Linked DNA regions of Oryctolagus cuniculus: region 2 is linked to region 1. The links are chromatin contacts, called in public Micro-C maps. All regions are on one chromosome and are shown on one strand. Each heading gives the region's core, a stretch centred on a gene start, on an enhancer-like site or on the middle of the called end of the contact. The rest is flanking DNA. Distances are from core to core; before and after follow the strand shown.

Evidence for each region. Hi-C and Micro-C count contacts between places; a contact is called where the count stands out from the background.
Region 2: a contact with region 1 is called in a Micro-C map of ear pinna, with 3 times the contacts expected there. The contact joins the enhancer-like site here to the promoter of AP1S1 in region 1. A contact is called at or near these places in 2 of 6 Hi-C or Micro-C datasets (ear pinna and an unstated tissue).

The regions. Positions count from the first base shown.
Region 1 is chr19:43,213,971-43,217,398 of mOryCun1.1, reverse strand. It overlaps AP1S1 (adaptor related protein complex 1 subunit sigma 1), which reads right to left and starts at 1,582. Exons shown (of 5, transcript XM_002722817.5): 1 at 1,455-1,582. The coding sequence starts at 1,457. It overlaps LOC103345696 (a long non-coding RNA gene), which reads left to right and starts at 1,630. Exons shown (of 3, transcript XR_011384564.1): 1 at 1,630-1,819; 2 at 3,016-3,138.
Region 2 is chr19:43,445,311-43,448,738 of mOryCun1.1, reverse strand. No RefSeq gene overlaps it. Among named protein-coding and RNA genes, the nearest start is that of IFT22, 9.5 kb to the left of the region's middle. Within about 2 kb of position 1,753, at least 7 of the 8 cell types and tissues checked have an H3K27ac peak or open chromatin away from gene starts, as enhancers often do. A contact at or near this core is called in ear pinna, where this site is marked.

The sequences.
Region 1 (3,428 bases), core at 333-2,832:
GGGCATGGCCTTGGCAAATTACTTTCTGCCGCCAGGTCTCAGTTTCCCTAACTGTAAGGACATCCTTACGGAGTTGTTAGGAGGGATCAAAGGAGCTGATGACGGTGGTTGGCACAAGGCAGGCGCTGTAGCACATTACGTATTCGCACTGTTATTCCCCGGCCTCCTCTTCCTAACCCTGTTACCCAGAGTGAAATGCACACTACAGTGACTAGGGCAGCACACAGCTGACAGCACAGGGATACCCTCTTCCACACTGCCCTGGGCAGAAGCTGGGTGTTTTGTGCCTCCAGAGGCTACCTCAATCTTCCATCCTTTGCCTACTGATGTCCCAAGCTTGCCCTGCCCCCCAGGGCCAGCCCCGTGCCCAGCGCAGTACCCCCAACAGCCCACCTGATGTTGGCACGCTCAGCCAACTCTCTGCAGCCATCCAGCATTCCTGCTATGCTCCTCTTAACTTTTCTTTCCTTTCCCAGTGGGTGCTTCTGACAGCCCACGCCTCCCCAGACACCCGGAGCCCATTCCAGTTAGGAGCTGCACACCCAGGGTGGCTCCCCTAGGAAACGTGTGTGGACCCAGAGAAAGCTGGGTAGTGAGAAGTGCATCCCCAGCTGCCCAGCTGGGAGTCCAGAGCCACATCCTGGAGTCTTCCCATGGACGCTACCAGAGCTGGAACCCCTGGGTGTGTGCAGTAGTAGTAGCTTAAGGGGCAAGAATCAGGGTTCGAGAGAACTGGATTATTTGGGGGGAGGGGGAGCAGGGACAGGGGATCCGTGTGGGGCTAAGATAAGCAGGTGGCGGCGAAGGAGCAGGAAGACGGAAGGCCTGGGTGCCGGAAAGAGAGTGGGACGGGGGCGGGCTGGACAGCGAGGAGCACCAGATCTGGGGAGCCCAGAACCCGGGTCCCCGGGAGCAAAACCTGGAGCCCACTCCACCTCCCCACCTCGGCCCGGCCTCCCCGCAAGCATGGCCAAGAACCGGGGCAGGACGGGCACTCCCGGACCCGGAAACTACTCCCTCGCACACCGCGCGCGCCCCGCGGCCCCCGCGCAGGTGCGGGCCGCCCCGGAGTAAGGGTCTCGGTGACCCCGCTCCCTCCCTCGCGGACACGGCCGCCCGCGCCCCTCTCTCCCTCGCCCGGCTTCCCTGCGGCCGAGGTCGGGACCCCTTGCCCGGAGACCCGAGAGCGCCTCCCGGCTCCCGACCGTCCCGCCGCCCTCTAGTCAGCCTCCTCCCGTCCCACACAGGCGCCCCCTCCCCGCGTCGCTCCCTCCCGAGTGCCATTTCCAGCTCTGGCTTCCGAGGCCGGCTCGCCCACTCGCCCAGCTAAGGGAGGCCCTCTGAGGACCAGAGGGAAGAAAAAGCGGCTCACTCCGAGGGCGGCCCCCGAGGACCCCCGCAGGTGCAGCCCACGCTCCTCGGCTCCCCCTCCCCTCGCTCTTCGCACAGCCTACCATCCTGCAGCCTCCGGCTCGGCGCGTCCCTCTTCGGCCACCGTAGGCGCCAGCTCCACTCCCTTTCTTATCCTCTCGCCTTCTTCCCTCCCTCTCGGCTGAAGCCCCGCCCCGTCCCGCCCAGGCCCGGAGTGCCACCGCGCGGCGCTCTGCGCATGCGCCGGCGCCGGGGGCCGCGCGGGCGGGGCTGGAGGCGGAGAAGCGGAAGCCATGGCAACCAGGTCCTCGACTTCGGCTTCGAGTAGCTCGGTCGTCATGGAAACAAGCTGCCCCCGTGGGTTGGCTCGGAGGATGGGGGAGGAGGCCGGCGTGGTCCTCGCGCTTCGGGGCCTTGTGGGGGCAAAAGGCGGGAAAAGGGGTGCGAGGTGGGTGGGGTGGTCCTGGGAGTTGGTGAGGAGGCCCAGGGTGGGCGTTAGGTGTGGGAAGGGGCAAAAGGCTGTGGCTAACTGGGCGGCGGGGTGGCGAGACGGACGGGGCGCGCGCCGTCTGTGGAGAAGCTTCGAGACGCTGGCCTCTCTTGAAGCGAGAGGAATGCAACACAGGAAGGGGCGCCCCCAGGGAATGTAAAAGAGAAATAGAGGCTCGGAGGGTCAGTGGGGCCAGAATCCCAAGGCTCCGATACCTTAGACCCAGTTGCATCACGCGTGTGTGTGTGTGTGTGTGTGTGTGTGTCCGAGGGCCGAGAGAGGCCGTGACGTGGTGTCCCGATGGGCAACGTGGCCGGGACCCCTCCTCCTCTCCTAGGCTGTGCTCCGAGACCCCTGCAGATAGACCTGAAGCCGTGTGCATAGATAGACCGTGTCTCCCCCCACCCCATAACCCAAGGCTCTGATAGAGTTTAATCTATAAATAAGGCACCGTAAGAGGTTGAAATGGAAAAATTATAACAATATGCTGGGAGAAAATTGCCCTTATCACTACTCTTGCCTTTTGGGGCCATTATTAAGAGTTACTTGAACGCACGCACCGTGATGCGGCACCCGTCAAGTTGATAACCGAGACAGCTATTAAGTGACTAACGAGGGAGTGCGTAGTGTCATTTGCAATCATCTCTATTTTTTTTTAAACTCCTTTTATTTCTTCCCGAGCAATCCGTGTGCTGTTCTAACAGCCCTGAACAATTGGATGCTTTCGGTGGTGGGTGTTTGTCATTCTGTGTCACCTCTCAGGCTCTCAACCCCCGCCTTGGAGTTTGGGAGTCCCCCCGCTTTGTGAGTCTAGGGGGAGATGGGCCAACCACTGCCCCCGCAAGGGAGCCTTTGAAATGTCCAGCTCCACCCCCCGCCCCCGCCACCGCAGAGCCCTGCCCGTCTTTGAGGGGCACCTTTCTAGATTTTGGGCCAGGAGGGGAAGGAGGTGGGTGTGACGTGATGGGGGGTAGGTACGGCTCCCGCAGAGGGTCAGTGGGTCCAGGGCGGCAGGGATGGTGTCCAGTGAAGGGGTGGGTGGGGGCACGGGCACAAGGCGGGGGTTGTTGCTAGTGTGGGACCCCCCTCCAACCTGGGTCTCTGGCTGTCCTGGTTCCCTGAGCCTCCCTCTCTGCCCGCCCCTCTCCCCACAGCGCTCCATCAGCCAGACTTGTTTCTGCTGCCTGTTACCAAGAGTTCTACCCGGCTGACTCTATTACCCTGCTGTGGTGACCACTGACTGCCCGTGTGACTCGGCCTCCTCTCTCCCCTGGACTGTAAGTGCCCGCTGGGCTGGTGTCATAGACTGCCTCCGTTTCTTGCCAGCACGCAGCTGGTTGGTTAGCCTCAATTAGGATCCAGGTGGTGATAGCAATGGGGTGTGTCTGTGTCGCCCAAAAGTTCGTGTGTTAGAAACTCAGTTCTTCCGTGTGGCAGACTTGGGAGGTCTTCAGGAAGAATCAGTGCTTTATGTGTGGATTCTCACTCTCGTGGGACTGGGTTAGTGATCCAGGGAGTGGGTGGTTAGTAAGTGAGTCCACCCGTGGCATTCTCTCTACCTGCACAC
Region 2 (3,428 bases), core at 504-3,003, 230 kb before region 1:
TAGGCGCCGCTGTGCCCACGGCAGCTCGTCCAGCTCCTCCCTGGCCTCTTGTCCCCGGCCACCCTACCAGCCACCTTGCCCCAAGTCCGAGCTTTGGGAGGCTGGCGGCGAGGGCACACGGCTGGCTCGGCCGTCCAGGGTCTCTGTGTCCCCGAGGCACAGCATCGCGTTAGCAGCTCTGCTTCCTGGGATCAGGACGAGGTGTCTGGTGACAGCCACTCAGCCGCTGCAGCCCCCGTCCCCTGAGGTCTTCCCGGAGGAGGAGGAGAATGACCGGGCGGCCTGAGCCGGCCCAGCAGGCTGTGGCCAGGGTGAGGGCCGGAGCCCACACCTCTGCCCTTGCGCCATCAGCAGAGGACTCCACCGTGGGCCACGGCTGAGCGGCCACCCTCTGATGCCAAAGCCATGGCCACGATGGCCACGGCGCCGATGGCAGGGCACAGGAAGGCCATCTGCACCCCGGTGGAGGCAGAGGCTCCCGGGAGAGGGTCTGCAGGTTTGCTGCTGATAGAACCGGCGTCGTGTTTCGTGGAGCCCAGCAAATGACTGAATTCTGAGGCTCTTAGGCACCGTAAGGAACGGAGCGCGGATCCTGCCTGCTGCCTGCCCCGCCTCACCGCTGAGAATCGCACGGGTTTCTCCGCCCCAGCCGATGCTTAAAGAACCACACTCCTTCCCCAGGCACAAAACACGGGCTTCCGCGTCTCAAACGCCGTCACCAAGGACGTTAAAGAAACGCGCAGGGCAGAAACCCTGCTTTTGCAGACAGAAGGACGGCATGGTTTCACCGTGGCTTCCTCAGCCGGACCAGGCTCCACCGTTCTCCCACGAGCGACAGTCTCGGCGGAGTCCTGGGACACGTTCTGAACATGCACACAGCCACGCGTGACTTCGCCCCTGATTCTAAAAGGTCCCGGGGAGCTCTCGCGAGAGGCCGCCTTAGCCCTCTCTGAGCTGTCCTGTAGACACACAGAACCCGGTTTCTGACCCAGAAACCATCGCGGGCCCTCGTGGGGCTGCAGCTACCGCGGGACTCCGACTGCTTGGAATGCATTGCCCTTTTTAGGGGGCGGGGGTGGGGGTGTAACTGGTAGGAAGCAGTGAGTTGAGCTTGGCATAAAAAAAAGTGTGGGGCCAGCGCTGTGGCCAGCATCCCATATGGGCGCCGGTTCAAGTCCCGGCCGCTCCACTTCTGATCCAGCTCTCTGCTGTGGCCTGGGAAAGCAGTAGAAGATGGCCCAAGTGCTTGGGCCCTGCACCCGCATGGGAGACCTGGAAGAAGCTCCTGGCTCCAGATCAGCCCAGCTCCGGTCATTATGGCCATTGGGGGAGTGAACAGGCGGATGGAAGACCTCTCACTCTCTCTGTAACTCTGCCTCTCAAATCAATAAATAAATCTTAAAAAATTGGTGTCAGCGGTCTTGACGGATGAGGAATGAATGAGGAACGACCTGTGCACGATCAGCGGGTGATGGAGATGGCAGGTGAGGCCACACGCACACCTCAGCCCGGGGTGGGGCGACCCAGACCCGGGCCCACCAGCCGCTGATCAGCACCGGACACCGGACACCCGCAAGGCAGAGCGAGCGCCGCTCCCCGGGAAGCCGGCGCGCCGGGTACCGCTCCGCCGTCGCCAACGGCACCAGGGGAGTCACAGTACCAGGGACAGGGGGCAAAATGTGCGCGCGAGTGGACGCGAAGGCTGCGTCCTCGGCGTGCCTGGTCAGCGCCGCAGGTGACTACATTTCCCAGAATGCTCCGAGCGCCGCCGCGGGCGCTTCCCAGAGGGCCATGCGATGCCCGCTCTACCCGGGGAGGTCGTGGGATACGAGAGAGGTAAGCAGAAGGGGGCGTACTCCTTCAAGGCGGCCCTCCGGCCCGAGTGCCCGTTCCTCCAGTCTCTGGCTCGCTTCTCCGGCGTCCACTCTGCCGTTCGCGGGCTTCGTGGGCCCAAATGGCCTAGCACCGGTCTCCATGGCAACAGCACTCGTGGGCGGGCGCCTCCGGAAGTGACGTGTGTCCGGAGCATTGTGGGAAGGGCAGTCGGGGCTCGCGGCCTGTCCAAGCGCTTGTCCTTCTCGCGCCCCCAAACCAAGATCCGAGTAGCGGGGGTAGTGGGGCGCCTAGGCAGCCGTGCATGTGGGGGCGGCCACGTGGAGGCCCAGGCCTCGGAGAGCCCGGCTCGTCCCCGCCGCCGAGGCCTCTGGGAGTTGTAGTTTGGGCGGGAACCGGGCCCAAGCTCCGAGGCCCGAGCCACGGCCGTTAGCGTCCATCCTCGGTCACGACGGGCAGAAGCCGCCACTACGGCGGCCGCCGGGGCAGGGCGGGGTGTGGGCGTCGGTCCTCCTTCGCGCCCGCCGGGACTGGGCCTGTCCGCCTGGGCTCGCCGGGATCCTGGGGACGGGGCTGGTACCGACCAGAGGGTCCGCGGAGCGGGTGGGCGCGGGGCCCTGCGTGCGGCCCTGGTCTCCTTCGTGTCCAGCGCCCGGCGCCGGGCCTTTGCCGGCCGTCCTTTCGTCCCAGTTAGGAAATCGCGGGTGTAGTCGAGAGGAGAGTGGGTCTATAGGAGGCGAGGCCGCGGCACACAGCGCACAGCGGTGCACCTGCCGCAGTCGGGGGCGGGGGAGCCGCTGGAGAACGTTCCAGTCGTGACCGACAGTCCGGGAATCGTGTCTCCGCGGTCCCCTGCGGCGGAGGCCGGGCCCCCAGAACCGCGGGTGCGTCCCACCCGCAGCGCGATGTTCCATAAGTTACAGCAGCTGGGCGGCGCTTGGGGGGCCAGTCAGGCGCTGGGTTAGATGGCTCTGCCCGGCTCAGGCTGAAATGCGTGTGTCCAACTTAACCCCCGCGGTGAGTCAGGGGGCACCTGGAATTCTGCAGTTTTGCTCTATAAAGATAAAGAGGAGCGGGCATTTGGCCCGGTGGTTGAGATGCTGGCTGGGTATCAGCGCCTGGGTGCGCCTCCCGGCTTTGGTTTCTACTCCTGCTTCCTGCAAACACACATCCCGGGAGGCCCTGGCCCCTGCCGCCCACGTGGAGGACCATGGAAGATCGATCTCCCTCCCCCGTCTCCCAAATAAGTAAATATCTAAAAGAACTCATAAAAAAGAACCTTAGAGTCACACGCGGCAGGAGGAAGCCAGCGACTGGCTGCAGAAGGCCCCGGGGTAGGGGAGGGGGAGGGGAAAGGCAGCACGTGACACTCAAGGCGTGGAGGTCCCGCCCCCACGAGGGAAGCCCTGGTAGAGCTGCAGGCTCTCGGCTGTGGCCTGGCCCAGCGCTGGCCGTCGTGGGCATCTGAGGAGTGAACCAGTGGATGGAGACCCATCTCTGGGTGTGTGCGTGTGTCTCGCTAACTCTGTGTCTCTCTACCTTCCAAATAAATGTTTAAAACATATATGTGCGTTTCGGGAATCTTATGAAAAAGT